2 separate regions of the Zea mays genome follow, and region 1 is linked to region 2. Evidence: chromatin contacts called from public Hi-C data. All regions are on one chromosome and are shown on one strand. Each heading gives the region's core, a stretch centred on a gene start, on an enhancer-like site or on the middle of the called end of the contact. The rest is flanking DNA. Distances are from core to core; before and after follow the strand shown.

What was found. Hi-C and Micro-C count contacts between places; a contact is called where the count stands out from the background.
Region 1: a Hi-C map of tassel shows a contact between it and region 2, with 6 times the contacts expected there. The contact joins the promoter of LOC103653395 here to the promoter of LOC103653389 in region 2. A contact is called at or near these places in 2 of 25 Hi-C or Micro-C datasets (ear and tassel).

What each region holds. Positions count from the first base shown.
Region 1 is chr4:73,989,277-73,993,343 of Zm-B73-REFERENCE-NAM-5.0, reverse strand. It overlaps LOC103653395 (amino acid permease 4), which reads right to left and starts at 2,307. Exons shown (of 4, transcript XM_008680311.3): 1 at 1,792-2,307; 2 at 1,449-1,663; 3 at 1,201-1,346; 4 at 143-1,079. The coding sequence starts at 2,216. The coding sequence ends at 426.
Region 2 is chr4:73,617,862-73,622,065 of Zm-B73-REFERENCE-NAM-5.0, reverse strand. It overlaps LOC103653389 (xyloglucan endotransglucosylase/hydrolase protein 24), which reads right to left and starts at 2,257. Exons shown (of 3, transcript XM_008680309.3): 1 at 1,891-2,257; 2 at 1,570-1,769; 3 at 899-1,474. The coding sequence starts at 2,187. The coding sequence ends at 1,096. It also overlaps a transcript of LOC100277574 not described here.

The sequences.
Region 1 (4,067 bases), core at 1,058-3,557, 370 kb before region 2:
TTTAGTTATTGCTGTGTGATTCGATTAGTCCATTAAATCTTTTCTATGTACCGTGCAGTAATTCAATCCTACTGCTGTCCAAAATAGTCTAACACTGTGGTACATGTAGTTCCTAGGTGCTGCGTTGATGGAGTTTATGATGGATATCAGAATGGGTTGTTGTTGGATGTCTCACTGAAGATGTGGTTGCTGTTATACATATTACCATTTCAGTTCGCAACGTCAGCAACCGATTTCAGTTGATTAAGGGCACTATTGTTGGAGCACAAAAATATTTTGTGCCCAAAAACACTTTAGTTGAAGAGACCCCTTTTAATTTATAGGGCACTATTATAAGGCACACTCTTGTAGATGCTCTTAATAATGTTCTTTTACGAAGTAGTGCGGCGCAGAGAAGCATCCCTCATACATCAGAGTTGGTTCGGTCAGCACGACCAGCAGAAGGGATTGTGCGCCTTGAGGTCTTCCACGACGCCGGCGATGGACCCGGCAGCGGCAGCAACGGACACAACAAGGCACCCGGCGCTGAGCCCCTGCAAGAGCAGCCACCGCATGCTGCCCCGCGCCACTCGGTGCTGCGCGATGTACATCTCCACGGGGAAGTAGACGGTGAGCGGCCAGAAGGAGGCGGCGCCGATGAGACCGACAACGGAGCCAAAGAAGGGCAGCAGCATCGCCACCGCCGTGGTGACGCACACGTACGCCGTGCGCCACGCGAGCCGCGCCGGGCTGACGGAGAAGGCCACGGCTCGCCCCACCCTCACGTGCCTGTCGCGAACCAGCGCGCTGCCAGGCCACGCGGCGGCCGCCCGGCGCTCGACGTAGGCGAAGACGGGCTGGGACATGACCTGGTAGGTGCCCACCAGGTGCACCACCACAAACGCGTTGGCCACGTCCAGCAGCCAGAAGGGCTCGTAGAAGCCGAAGCCCGTGAGCAGGTTGTCCGGCGCCGCGCCCCCGAACGCCGCGTACCCGACGCAGCCGCACAGCAGGTAGATCACCGTGGTCACCGCCACGCTCACTGCCGTCGCCTTCTTCATCACCTTAGCCTCCGACGGCGGCGGGGACTTTATCGTGTCCTAGACGACGCATGAACGGCAACGGCACGTACGTAATATTATCAGTCTAAGATCAAATTCGAAAGGCCTGAAGACCGACCGAGAAATCATTAGGCGATCACGACAGCTGGTAGTAACGTGCCTGTATCTCGAGCAGGATGATAGAGAAACCGTACGCGAACGCGATGTTCCCAAAAGCCTGCAGGCTGCGCCACACCTTCTGCATCATGGTGACCCTGGCGCCAGCACCGATGACGCCGGCGAGGCTCCCCCTCGGTCCTCCGTGTTCTGCAATTGATTCACGCACGCGGAAGTCAGACAGTAGTCAATAAATGTAATCTTGTCTCTTGTTATTTGGACGTGCACGGATCCATCGATCGAATAACGTACCTACAATCTGAACAACACCGAGCAAGATGCCGATGGTGGAGTAGGAGAAGGACATGATGGCGGCCACGGTGGACAGCCACCATACCTTGTCTAGGTCGGGGATCTGCGAGAAGACGATCTGCATGACGCCGAAGACGGCGATGTATGGGCTGGTGGAGGCGTGGCACGGGTCCTCGTGCCCTCGGTAGTGGAAGCAGCCGGCCCTCCGGATCGCCCTGCTCGTCCATGCATGTAACAGATGTATGGGTAAACTTGATTGCTATGGCGTGGCGCCCCTAGAGCCCGGAGGCGCGCGCGGTTTGATTTGGCTTGGTTGGTCAGTGGTCACCACCACACCACTTACTGCATGCTGACGGAGGCGGCAATGGAGACGCCGATGCCGATGCCGAAGAGGTTGGAGAGCTGGATGGCGCCGCAGAGCCTCTCCTTGGAGTCGCCGAGGGTGGCGCGGACGGCGTCGATGTAGGTGCGGTTGCGCGGGCCGAACGTGGGGTCGCCGCAGCGGTAGCACTCGGCGAGCAGCGTGGACGTGTAGTAGATGACGGCGGCGAAGAGCACCATCGCGGCGGGGCCGCCCGCCCACCCAAGCTGGGCCACGCCCCACGCGAGCGACAGCACGCCGGAGCCGATCACCGCCGTGATGATGTGCGCGCTGGCCGTCCACAGCGTGCCCGTGCGGAGCGGCCGCCCGTCGTCGTCCACCAGCGGCTTCTGCGGCTCCGGCAGCTCCGTGCGACAGCTCTGAACATGGTTTCCGGCAACCTCCATGCCGTGTGACGGTGTGAGCGACTGTGGAGCGGCGCCGCGCTAACGTTGTGCGTATCTATGAGCGCCACGCCAAGCTTATACGGACTGGAGATTTGACAGTACGGAGTATTTATGGAGCAACAAAAGTGGGGTCGTGCTTATTTATATTTATATAATAGGTGAGTGTATGTGCATTGTAACGGGAACATCACGATAACTTATATATAAAATGTATGTTATACTGTTACGAGAAAAGATTTTATAATACATGTATGATTCTGACATATATAAATTTTGTTATTTTAATCTAACTGATTTACTACTACATTGTAACCATTAATGTAATGCAGATTTCGATATATGTCACGATTTATATGGTCTCATCATTAGAGAGCACATCCCACACCTGCCGGAAGAAGTTCCCTCGTACATCGTCAGTCATTAGACACGCACCACCATACGCGCTTGCTTAAACAAAAAGGTAAGTGTGTGTTTGCGAAGAGAATTAAAGGCAGGTCGGCACAAAGCTACCCTGACTATGGCGAGGATGACAAATTGGTTATTGTTGTTGGTACTCCTCTGTGTCACTTCTGGCGTCGAGATGAGGCCACGATCCTTGATATAGTACACAGTGGCGTATGCGGCCACATAGGACTACTTCTAGAGGTCGAATTAGCAGTCGCCAAGCTTCGTCGTCGATGAGCGACGCCAATGCGAGCGCCTCCTGCTAGTGGTGTTTGTTTGGGGTTTCCAAGTAAAAAACATAGATTCATCCTTGACGTTGGTTTATGAAAATAACTCACAAGTCAGATCCATAGAAAAAATATTATAGAGAATAAATGACACGCATGAAAAAGAGAATTTAAGTTGAAAACATTATTCAAACAAAAGAAATTGCATGCAAGGCTCTTCTTTAAACACTACTCCCTCCATACAAAAATATAATTTAAGAATCTCGATGATACTTATCTACGACTACGCATTGTGCAAGGGTAGCAGGTGGGCTTGGGGAGAGATGTAGTATATGTTTTTCTTGTCATAGATATAGACATAAACACATATATAGTGTAGCAGTAGCTACTGCTCGCATCTGCCTGAGGGGTAGCGGGTTTAAATCCCTTTGGGGCCATTTGTGTTTTTTAATTTTAGCTAGACGTGGGTTGTACGGGGGAATGAGAATGAAATGGGAATGGGCTTCACGGGGAGTGGGAATGGGAAAGACAGAACAAGGAATGGGAATGATAGATCAGGGAATGGTGGCAGAACATGGGAATGAGCTGTGTAGGGAGGGAGAAATGGGAAAGGCAGAACAAGTAATGGAAATGAGAGAACACGGAACAGTGGCAGAACACGGAATGACAGGCTGCCCTTACGGCTTTAATAAGTAGTAGATATTTATTTTAAAAAATTGTTGAGTAGTATATGGCACAAATGGGAGCAGGAAAAGAATTTGGCTACAGCAAAAAGTGCTCGAACATTACCTATAGCAGTGCTTTCTACAGTAGCCGGCAGAGATGTCAACGAGGAATTCTGTTTAGTATTAACCATGGGTAATCAGGTTTGAGTTATGCTTTTCCATACACATACCCACATTAGGCCCAACAGGAAAAGCATTTCTCCCAAATCTATGTCCATAGCAATTAAAATCTTCACATACCATAACTCTAATAGATGAATCCCCATAGGTTAACAGATATGGGGTCCTCATTGACACCTCTAGTAGCCAGATCACCACTACAGGACACAAGATCATTTTTGGCGACCAAAACCGTCGAAAATAAGCATTATACCGCCGAAAATAGCTTATTTTCGGCGGTATACGACCTATTTTCGGCGGCTTCTGGTCGTCAAAAAAAATAGTCTTTATTTTCG
Region 2 (4,204 bases), core at 1,008-3,507:
TTCGGTGGCATTAGATATTTAGGGGGTGTTTGGTTCCACCCAATTAAAGTTTAGTCTCTGTCATGAATGATAAATACAGGTATTAAATAGTCTAATTATAAAACTAATTACACATATAAAGATTAAAAAACAAGACAAGTTTATTAAACCTAATTAAGCCTATATTTAGTACTTATAATTGATATTCGAACATTTACGTGACGCGAACTACTTTAGTCAAGAGAATCAAACACCCCTTAGAGCTAGTTTAGAAACTTAAATCTCCTCTGTGGTTTCCGGGGACTGAGGGGGATCTAATTTCCTTCTCAATCTCTGAGAATCAATCTCTGAGAATCCTGAAGGGGATTTAAGTTTTCAAACTAACTCTTAGTTCTAATATTGAATCTCTTAATGCTCTAGCCAAGAGATACGCTATTTACCAGACTTTGGCTATACTTATGGAAGGCAGACAGATTAAGGATAAACGCGCCATATATTCCTGGGCAGATTTTTGAAGAGGCTGCAAATGATTGCTTGATATGTCTACTTTGTCCAATATAATGCTAGCATGTTTCATTTTTTCTTAATGCTATGAGAAATTTGTATTCTTTTTTTTCCTTTCACATTATGTTTTTTCTACAGGACATTGTTTGATGTGTATAATTTATTTTTACATTGTTGCATTGCATGGCAACAGTTTCTTAGAATTATATTTTCAATGCAGGAAGCAGATCGATGGTATCCTACAAATGTGAAGACGAAATCCTACGAGTGCGAGCTCTACTATATGTATAAATTGTGATGCACATCTTGTTTAAATGTTCTGATAACGCTATTCTACCCCTTGGTGCTAACAGATGTTCCTTGTCTTGCCTTACCCTGTTTCCTGTAAACTGTAAATATAATAGTGAAGAAAATGTCTACTTGACTGTAAAATATATTTTCATTTGCAGTCTTGTTTCCTGTAAAAACGGTTCACATTCTCTTAAGGGTACCGTAGAAAATTCCTTATATAATTAAAAGAATGTTGCCGAATCACTCAATAATCACCCCCAACACAACTCTAACATCCTCTCGATCGTTCTTCAGTTGCTGAAGCACACACTTCGCAGCTAATTAATGTACCTGGCACTCCCTCGGGAGGCCGTTCTTGTACCTCCTGGAGTCGGTGCAGTAATCGTATATCTTGTTACTGGAGTCCACCTGCGCCAGCTGCTGCTTCCGCGACTCGTCCAGCTGCTGGTCGAACCAGCCGGAGCCTGGGAGGCACAGAGGGGAGGCCATGAACGAGTTGCACGAGATGGCCCTGTAGTTCCGGAAGTACGCCGTGAAGGGCGCCTGCGACCAGTCGGTCTTGACCCGGCCGCCCTGCGTAGCCCACTCGTCGGCGTTCCAGATGGTGGCGTACACCCTCATCGGGTAGTAGTACGGGTACGGGGCGCCGTCTATCTGGTTGTTCTTGATCTGCCGGTACAGCTTGTCGTCCACAAGGAACCTGCATGCAGCTCAGAAATCAGAATATATATATACAGTCATTATATGATATATTGCATGGATAAATCTGAGACTTATTAGAGAAAGGGAGCTTACAAGATCCAATCTTTGTTCCAGATGATGGTGTACTTGTGGTAATCCTGAGTGGGGTCGAAGTCGAACTTGTACTGCTTCTCTCTGGCGCCCTGTCCTCTGGCGTACATGTTGGTGTGCATGGTGTAGGGTTGGCCACTGCTGTTGCCCAGGAACTCGATGTCGATCTCGTCGTGGAACTGCCACGGGTTCTCGGTTATCATCTGTACACGCGTCACCAGATCAATCACGGCACAAGCTAGTAGCGGTGGTGTGGCTATACGGCAAGAACAGTTTATCTGTTCAATTATTTCATCATCCTCAGAGATGTATATATATGCTTACATAGAACGTGGTAACGGTGCCGGCCGAGTTCCCAGGGACGAGCTTGATCTCGATGTCAACCCTGCAGAACTGGCACGTCTTCTTGGAGCGGAACGCGGAGCTCGTCGAGCGGTCAAGAGCCAGCGCGATGGCCTGCTGGCCGCTGCCGTCGGTGACGACCTTCGCGTTGCCCCACATTATCTCGAGGTCGTCGGTCATGTTGCCGGCGACATGGTGCTGGGTGATACTGATGGCTAGGGTGACGTAGATAGCCGCCAGGGAGGCTAGGAGCTGATGAGCCCTACTAGCCTGCCCCATGGCTGTGAGTTGCTGAGTGGGTAGTGTGTGAGGACGCTTTCGTTTGATCCAAGTGATGCTAATAACTTATATATATAGCTTCAGATCGAGAGGAGGAGGAAGTAGAGATTAGGGTCCTGTGTAGCGCAAACAAGATCTAGCTAACCTAGCTGGGACCTGGGACTGGGATAGCTATAGCATAGCTACTTTGATTATTCTCTTAAGATCTAAGAAAAATTTGAGAGAATCGCCATCTAGCTAGTTGGTGAGTAAGTGGGTGTATATAAAAAAGTTTATCATGATTTCAATTAAAGCGAGAGAGATCATGAGAGTTGACTAATTGGTTCGAGGGATCTTATGCATGGAGCACCAATCTGTGAGCCGCCCCATGCACTGTGTGGCTTCTGACAGACGTAGTAGTAGTTGATTCTTCAGCAAGTTGAATACTTGAGGACGATTATGTGCGGATCAGTCGACAAGTTCTGAGACGAAACCTTATTCTGAGAAGAGGGTTTAATTTCAGCCAGCGTCGTCGTTGTGGCCAGTTTGCCTTGGTTCTTCGATCGGCGTGCAGATCCGCGCGCGGAGAGTCAAATATGTGCTCTGAAGTTTCACCGCAGAATTCAGACATCCAAGTTTCTAGCTGATTTACGTTTGTGCGTGTCTCCAGTGTTCAGTGCTACCTTTTCTTTTTGATGGCATGGTCTAAAACTACTAGCTCGTACTGAAATGGCACGAGCACGAGACATTCTAGCTGGCCTTGAGACGATGCATGCTCCTGTTAATGCTTGAAATAAGTTACTCTTTGTTTTACATGCATGCATTACCGAAAATAACTTCTTTACCGAGTGTCTGAAGCACTCGGCAAAGCTAGAAAAACGCTCGGCGAAGACTTTATCGAGTGTGACACTCGGCAAAGAAAGCTCAGCGAACTGTACATCGGCAACGACTTCTCGAATACTTTTTACTGAGTGTCAACCGGTACTCGGCAAAGAAAAGTCACCGTCACGACGACGGGTAACGGCGACGGAGCCTGTGCCGAGTGTCCACTGTACCGACACTCGGCAAAGAGTTCCCCTTTGTCGAGCGTATTAGGTGACCCCTTTGCCGAGTGTACGCCTGTCGGCGTTTCGACCCCGGGGGTCCCTGGACCGACGAGTAAATTATCGCCGCGTGTCCCAGCCCAGATGGGTCGGCGCGAGACAGAGCACGAAGGGGGGGGGGGGGGGTGAGAAACAGCAAAAGGGGAAACCCGCGGTCTTCGTGTTGCCCTGCGTCCAGGTCGGGTGCGCTTGCAGTAGGGGGTTACAAGCGTCCACGTGGGAGAGTGAGAGAGAGACTGTCCGCCAGCCCATTCTCCCGCGCGGCCAACCTTCTCGTACGAGAGCCCTGGACCTTCCTTTTATAGGCGTAAGGAGAGGGCCCAGGTGTACAATGGGGGGGTGTAGCAGTGTGCTAACGTGTCTAGCAGAGAGGAGCTAGAGCCCTAAGTACATGCCGTCGTGGCAGCCGGAGAGGTTTTGGCGCCCTGTTCATGTGATGTCGTGGCCGTCGGAGGAGTGCTTGAGCCTTGTGGAAGTACAGCTGTCGAGGCTGTCGGATCCTTGCTGACGTCTCCTTGCTTCCGTAAGGGGCTGAGAGCCGCCGTCGTCATGGAGCACGCGGGGTGCCATCATTACTTGTTTACCGGGGCGAGCCAGATGGGACGCCGGTCTTGTTCCCCGTAGCCTGAGCTAGCTAGGGGTAGGGTAATGATGGCCTTCCCTGTGACGTGGCGGGTCCGAGCCTGAGGTCGGGCGAGGCGGAGTTCGTCTTCCGATGTCGAGGCTGAGTCCGACCCCTGGGGTCGGGCGAGGCGGAGTCCGTCTTCCAGGGTCGAGGCTGAGTCCGAGCCCTGGGGTCGGGCGAGGCGGAGTTCGTCTTCCGAGGCCGAGGCTGAGTCCGAGCCCTGGGGTCGGGCGAGGCGGAGTTCGTCTTCCGAGGCCGAGGCTGAGTCCGAGCCCTGAGGTCGGGCGAGGCGGAGTTCGTCTTCCGAGGC